Linked DNA regions of Oryctolagus cuniculus: region 2 is linked to region 1. A link is a contact called in public Hi-C data. All regions are on one chromosome and are shown on one strand. Each heading gives the region's core, a stretch centred on a gene start, on an enhancer-like site or on the middle of the called end of the contact. The rest is flanking DNA. Distances are from core to core; before and after follow the strand shown.

Region 1 (3,194 bases), core at 558-3,057:
TTATGTAACAATACAGCCTGTATCAATTTGACAAAGGTACACACTTGAATACAAGGGTTTATACCAGGTTTACCAAAAGCTTGCCTCTAAAATAAGATAATGAAAAAAAATGCAGGTTTGTAATCAAAGGCCAAGAAAGGGTGGACATCATTTCTAATCAAGGCAACATCTGATGTAAACTTGGGATTCCCTATTCCCTAGAATAGGGAAATAAAGAAACAAAATAGTATATATTTTATTTAGCGAATTGTTGATCAAATATGAAAATACTCTAATGAAACCTTAATCTCTTAATATGCATGATGTGGAAACAAGGGAATATACAGAATGCATATTTATAGAAATGCATATTTATAGAGAGCCACTGTGTGCCAGTTAGAGTGGCACCTGCTAAGGACTTGAAGAGGAAGTAAGACAAAGTATGGTCTGATCTAGTGGGATGAACAGTGAGGAAATCAATAGAACACAAGTTAGCAGGCACTGCTGCCATAAACGGTAACCCAACCTTGAAATGTGTAAAGTGCCTGGTTTTATTTTACATATACCCTTTTGTATATACAGTAAAAGACATAGCATATATTAACAATACTCAATGGAATTCCTTAATGAATAAATGAGGTCATTCCCTTTCATCTCTATTGATACACATGGAGGGAGGGGTCTCTTTCACTCCACTCTTCACTCCACTCTCACTCCACTTTTTTTTTTTTTTTTTTGACAGGCAGAGTGGACAGTGAGAGAGACAGAGAGAAAGGTCTTCCTTTGCCCTTGGTTCATCCTCCAATGGCCGCCGCGGCTGGCGCACCGCGCTGATCCGAAGGCAGGAGCCAGGTGCTTCTCCTGGTCTCCCATGGGGTGTAGGGCCCAAGCACTTGGGCCATCCTCCACTGCCTTCCCGGGCCACAGCAGAGAGCTGGCCCGGAAGAGGGGCAACCGGGAAAGAATCCGGCGCCCTGACCGGGACTAGAACCCAGTGTGCCAGCACCGAAGGCAGAGGATTAGCCTAGTGAGCCGCAGCGCCGGCCTCACTCCACTCTTTCAATTTAATTGTCCTGCACTAATCTTTCACTTTCTGACCTCCTAGTTGAGTTTCAAACTTGTCTTTCTTGCCTGCTGACACTCTTATCTAGACTGGCTCATTGTTCTCCTCCTGGTCTTTATTGAAAGGGCCTACCTAGCTTCCATCACTTGATCTTCCTCCCTCATTACTACTGAAATATTTACTGCTGTTAATGCACCCCGCCTTAGACCAATGTCTCTGCATACCACACAGGACTTCTCTATCTATTACTGACACTTCCAAATTTATTTTTTAACCTGTGACCACTCAATTAATCCAATGATGCAAAAATGCTAAGAAAATCCAGGAGCTGGCCTGAATTCCATGTCCATATTTTCTTGTATTTATGGCTGATGTTTTGAATTCACTGCATTACACAAAGTTTCCTCAAGAGGGTGGCTCTGAGGGATGGGGTAGCTTCTTGGCTTGACCTTGTATCAGCTGCATGAATCTGCGGTACACAGACAGACTCGGTGACTGCCTAACCTTTTCTCTCTAAAGCCTCACAGGTTTTAGTGTCCACACATTTAGGCATTTAGGCAGCATTCGACACTGTGCAATCTCTGTGGATAATGACTTCAGGGGAAGTAGATTTTCCCCTTCCTGGGAATATATTCCTTCTCTGTTGTCTTCTTCTCTAGTGATCCTCTTTCTTTCTGGCAGTCTGGGAACAATCTGTGCCTGAGTTTTTGATGCAGAGTTCTTGCCTTAGGCCCCAACAACATGACTTCACAACTGTGGCCCCACTGCAGCGATACAGGTTTGATAAATGTGTGTTGTGTTGCCTGAAATCTAATATCCACATCAAATAGCGGCCTCTCTGCCCTCCTGGCTGACCCCTCTCTCCAATTGCCCCTCAAAAGGGGTATTCATAAACTGTCTTTCTGCTCTCTCTTCTTCTCCTTGGCAAAGCCTTTCAGTCAATGCAGCTGCTACCTCCAAAACATGTGACAAGGTCTCTGCAAAGAGGCGCCCAGCACCTACACTCCAGTCACCACACCCAGTGTTCCTGGAACTCCTCACCCTGAGGGCGCTGGTTCTCAGCACTTCCAAGTCAGAACTCAACCATCTTTCCACAGACAGACAGCCCTCTGTCTGGTGAACGCCAAATCCATACAGTGGGCATCCTGGAAATGAGTGAGACATTCTGGGTTGTCACAACGATTGGGCAACACCATTGGCACCGGGTGGGCAGGCAGCAGGGATGCAAGATGTTTTGCAATGCGTGTGATGATATACTGTCCTACATGGTGATAGATGTCAAGAGTTCTGAATGTTTATGTTGATTTTAAAAACTCTTCATAGTATCATGTTTTTATCATGTAAAACTACGATGTTTGTGCTTTAATGAATATCAAAATTGCTAGGAAGGCAGTTAACACGGAAGTCAAATCAACCTTTCTGTGCTCCACTGTCCACACAGCAGGAGAACAGGGGCTGAGAGCATCTCTTATAGGTTGACTTGTGTCCCCTCACAGATGTGTTGAGTGGGTTCAATTCCCAGCTCCAGCTCCTGACTCCAGCTTTCCATCAATGCAGACCCTGGGAGGCAGAGGTGATGACTCAAGTGCTTGGGTCCCTGCCAGGCACATGGAAGACAGGGATTGAGTTCTTAGACTCTGGCTTCAGGCTGGCCCAGCCCCAGGTGTTGTGGATGTTCGGGGAGTTAACTAGCCAATAGGAATTTTCTGTCTCTCCCTCTCAAATAAATAAAATAACTAGAAAATTTCAAAACTAATTGTACATTTCTGAAAATTGCATCTCTGATCTCTCTACCACTTACAAGGTTGCAATCATCAGCTTTCTCATCATAGCAACTCCACATTCATATATGGATCTAAGAGTCTCATTAAGTCTTGCAGTAAATACAGTTTTACCTGAGCAATGAGTATGAAACATTATAAATGACTTTCATTTCCCCTTACATTATAGTTAGGGCATTATACTGATTTTTTAAAACTGTGTATATAGATGTGGGTTATATTGCCTATGAAATTCCCATTTCAGGATACATAAAAGGGTATTATAAAAATACCCATTATGAGTGAGAAGCATTGTTCTAAAGGTTGTGTTAATACTTCAGTGCTGCTACCTGCACATCCAACAGAATGCTCAAACTTTGCTGGTGATCATG
Region 2 (3,654 bases), core at 1,146-3,645, 92 kb before region 1:
TTTCTTAGGGAATTAAAACCAAAAAAAGGTTAAAGGACCTGTGGCCCCTCAAGTGGGTAGCAAGCTCTTGACTTGGAGTCAAAAGCCCTTTTCAAATAAATTGTTGCATTCATTTCTAGCCTTGTGCCATTCACTAAAGACTCAACACAAGCACTACCACAGGCATTGCAGACACCGAGGTGCAGATGATCTTCTCTTACTTAGAAACGTTCCCGGGGCTGTAGCTGTGGCCTTTACCTGCAGAGCCAGCATCCCATGTGGATGCTGGTTCAAGTCCTGGTTGCTCCACTTCTTATCCCGCTCCCTGCTAAATGTGCCTGGGAAAGCAGAAGATGGTCCAAGTGCTTGGTGCCTCTGCACCCATGTGAAAGACCCAGAAGAAGCTCCAGGCTCCTAGCTTCAGCCTGGCCCAGCCCTGGCCATTGCAGCCATTTGGGGAGTGAACCAGTGGATGGAAGATCTCTCTCTTTCACCTTCTCTCTGTATCTCTGCTTTTCAAATAAATAAATAAATATTTAAAAAAGAAAAAGAAAACCTTCCCTGACCCTTCCCAAGAGGGTAGATTATCTACAGCTGTGTGGCTTCTTCATGCCATAAACATGCTCATCTCTCTCCCCTGCTAGGACCTGCTCCTGGAAGTCAGGGACTGGGCCTAGTAGCTTGCCAGTAAGTTTGTTGATCAAATGGGAAAAGGACTGATCTATTCCTTGTCTGTGAGGCATTCCACTGGAACAAGACAGAATAAAATGGTAACACAGCATATTTTGAGTTAGAAGATGCTTACTTCACTTGGGGGCTGGAAGGAAATAGTACCAGGGACAACTTGACATAGCAGGTGACATGTGAGCTGGACCCTGATGGGAGAACAAGGCTTGCTAGAGGAAGAAGCATGTGAAACACATTCCCAGTAGACAGAAGAGCCAGAGCAGGATATAAACAGAATGGTGAGGCACCTGTGTGCTGAGAGCTCTGAGCTGTGCATGTAAGGATGGTCACAATGCCTCTCACAGCCCCAGTCAGGCTGCTTTGCAAAGTGCACTGCATTGCTCAGACTCCCTTCCACTTGGGCCTCAGCACCTGGCCTTGAATTTGCAAAGCAGGTGCACACAGAGAGCTTGGCTGAGCATGGTGAGCCCTCAGTTCTACAAGTCTGCCTCAGCTGCTTCTGTGAGCAGGTGACCAACAGTTGAGGTCCCCAAAGCCTACATGTGCAATCTCTAATCTCATGGCGATGGGAGGCCAGGCACATGGAACACACTTTACTGGTAAGGTACACAGCTGAGGCACTGTGGTCTGAGTCAAAAACTGCGTGCAGTGAGAATGGCTTCCATGGCCAGCAGGTCTGAGTCATTGCTGGGAGTTGAGCTTGGGCTTGTTCCCCAGAATTTTTCCATGAACTGATGAGCACCACACCCCCTCTTTAAAGTCCCCCAAAGCTTTACATTGCTGTCTGCAACTGAACCTGCAGGAGACAATCTGCTGGCCTGATGAAACTGAACGTGGAGACGTGGCTGGAAAAGGTAAGTCATGACCAATGCAAAGGAGCCTCGCCTGTCAAGACGGAGGCACTGGCCTTCATTCAGCTGGCAACGGCAAACATCAAAGTTTCCGTGCAAGATACCGATCTGTGTTTCAGAAAAACCTCCGCGACATGGAAGCATGAACAGAAAAAATACACCGATTGTATCAATCCAAAGTAAACTAAGGCTGATGAAAAAAGGCAAGGTGGAAAACAGTGCAGTGTGTGTGTGTTGCTGACTTCTTGTACGCCTAATCTATGGCTGCACCAACACAGCATCTCCCCTGGAGTGCTTTACTCCAGGCGGGACACTAGCAGTCCCTGCGTTAAGTGCACTGGCACCAACTCACTTCGGTTAGCCTCAGGTGCCACGTTCAGTTACATGTGAGGGAATTCCAAACTACTCTCTTCGGCTGCCAACCAACTGCCGGCTTTGTCAGTCTGATGTTTTTCTAAGAGGTATGCAGAAACTGAATGGTAACAATCAAAGCCCACCAATGACAATAACAGCGACACTCTTGCTATTCATTAATTAAACGCTGACTTCTCCCCAGTCTTCATCACATGACTCTGAAGCATGGCACACGTGCTGAAGAACACCTAAGACCATCTAACCACTGCCACACACAAGGGAAAGAGCCTTGGACAATGGAAACAAGACAGGGCCTTTTCAAATTGGATGCGAAGGCGATGCCAGAGCACTCACAGGAAAACAACAGTGTCCTCTCTGGTTCTATGCAGCAGGAAAAGCTTTAGTAGGGGATATGTAGGAGCAGCGAGAGTCCCCAGGAGAGACAGCGGGTAAGTGTACCAGCCGCCCAGCCTGACAGTCACAGTGAAATGCTGCCACTGCTGCCACCTGTTGGCCAGCACTGATCCTGCCGAAGTCTGAATGCTGGCAGAAGAGTGGGAGGCCAGGGCTGCCCGGCTTGCTGTGGATCCAATAATCTGCTCAATGGTGAGCAGCCCGGCATGGCGGAGCCCAGGCCGCACCCCTGCACTCTGGTTGCAAGGCAGTCTAAGCTGTGAACACAATGGCGCACTGTGGCTGCTAAGGAGAGCAGTCCGCTCAGACAGGGTGGGGTGGGAGATGAGTAAGACAGTGACAACATGGGCTGCAGGATTTCTGGCCAAGTTCTTCCGTCAGAACAATGACTAACATGCTCCAAAATCAACTGGCCTCTGTGGTGTCTTATCTCAGTTTTGATTCAAATCCAGAAGTATAGTTATTTACATCTGAATCAGAAACTGAAAAATTAAGAGACTTCTATTACTCAAATTGTAGCAGCAGCCCACAGAATTCACCAAGCATCAGCTCAACACAGTTCAGTTTTAGTTTCTTTCTAAAAAACTGCCTTTTGAGAGAACTAAAAAGAACTAAGGCAGATGCTATAAAGACATGCTCCAATCCATATCACATTAAGAAAAATAGTGACAACCGAGTTTAAGGGAGAAAGTTCACAGGAATGACTTCAGAAATCCAGGGTACTTCACGGTGGTTACAATCTCACTTCACAAAGTAAAGACTAAGCTTGACAAACTCATTCAAATTAGAAAAAAAGAAAAAGAAAGAAAGAAATAGAAAGAAGAAAAGTTGAGGCCAGTGCTTTGGTGTAGTAGGTTAAGTCTTCACATGCAGCACCAACATCCCATATGGGTGCTGGTTCGAGTCCTGGCTGCTCCACTCTCAACCCAGCTCCCTGCTATGGCCTGGGAAAGCAGTGGAAGATGGCCCAAGTCCTTAGGTCCCTGCTCCCATGTAGAAGAACCAGAAAAAGCTCCTGGCTCCTGGCTTTGGATTGGTCCGTCTCTGGCTATTGTGGCCATTTAGGGAGTGAAACAGCAAATGGAAGACCTTTCTGTCTCTCTCTCTCTCTCTGTAACTCTGCCTCTCCAATACATAAATAAATCTTAAAAAAAAAAATAAAGTAAAGTTTACGTTTGGCCTTCATTCTCTGCTGTGTGATACGTTTTCACAGAGAAGACAGTGAGCAATCCACGCGACAACACAGTAACTGCAGTACACACACGTCCTACACTGCCGGGGGAGAACAAACACTCCATGGCAGAGCATCCATTGAGAAATAGAACTTTTCTGCACCCACTGCATAATTAGCCTTTTCTGAATGAGACAA

The links. Hi-C and Micro-C count contacts between places; a contact is called where the count stands out from the background.
Region 2: a contact with region 1 is called in a Hi-C map of an unstated tissue, with 1.7 times the contacts expected there. The contact joins two enhancer-like sites. A contact is called at or near these places in 3 of 6 Hi-C or Micro-C datasets (ear pinna, psoas muscle and an unstated tissue).

The regions. Positions count from the first base shown.
Region 1 is chr5:30,269,539-30,272,732 of mOryCun1.1, reverse strand. The region is part of intron 1 of NHSL1 (NHS like 1); the gene reads right to left. Among named protein-coding and RNA genes, the nearest start is that of NHSL1, 91 kb to the right of the region's middle. Within about 2 kb of position 1,807, at least 1 of the 8 cell types and tissues checked has an H3K27ac peak or open chromatin away from gene starts, as enhancers often do. A contact at or near this core is called in ear pinna, where this site is marked.
Region 2 is chr5:30,361,327-30,364,980 of mOryCun1.1, reverse strand. All of the region lies in intron 1 of NHSL1 (NHS like 1), which reads right to left. Among named protein-coding and RNA genes, the nearest start is that of HEBP2, 110 kb to the left of the region's middle. Within about 2 kb of position 2,395, at least 3 of the 8 cell types and tissues checked have an H3K27ac peak or open chromatin away from gene starts, as enhancers often do. A contact at or near this core is called in ear pinna, where this site is marked.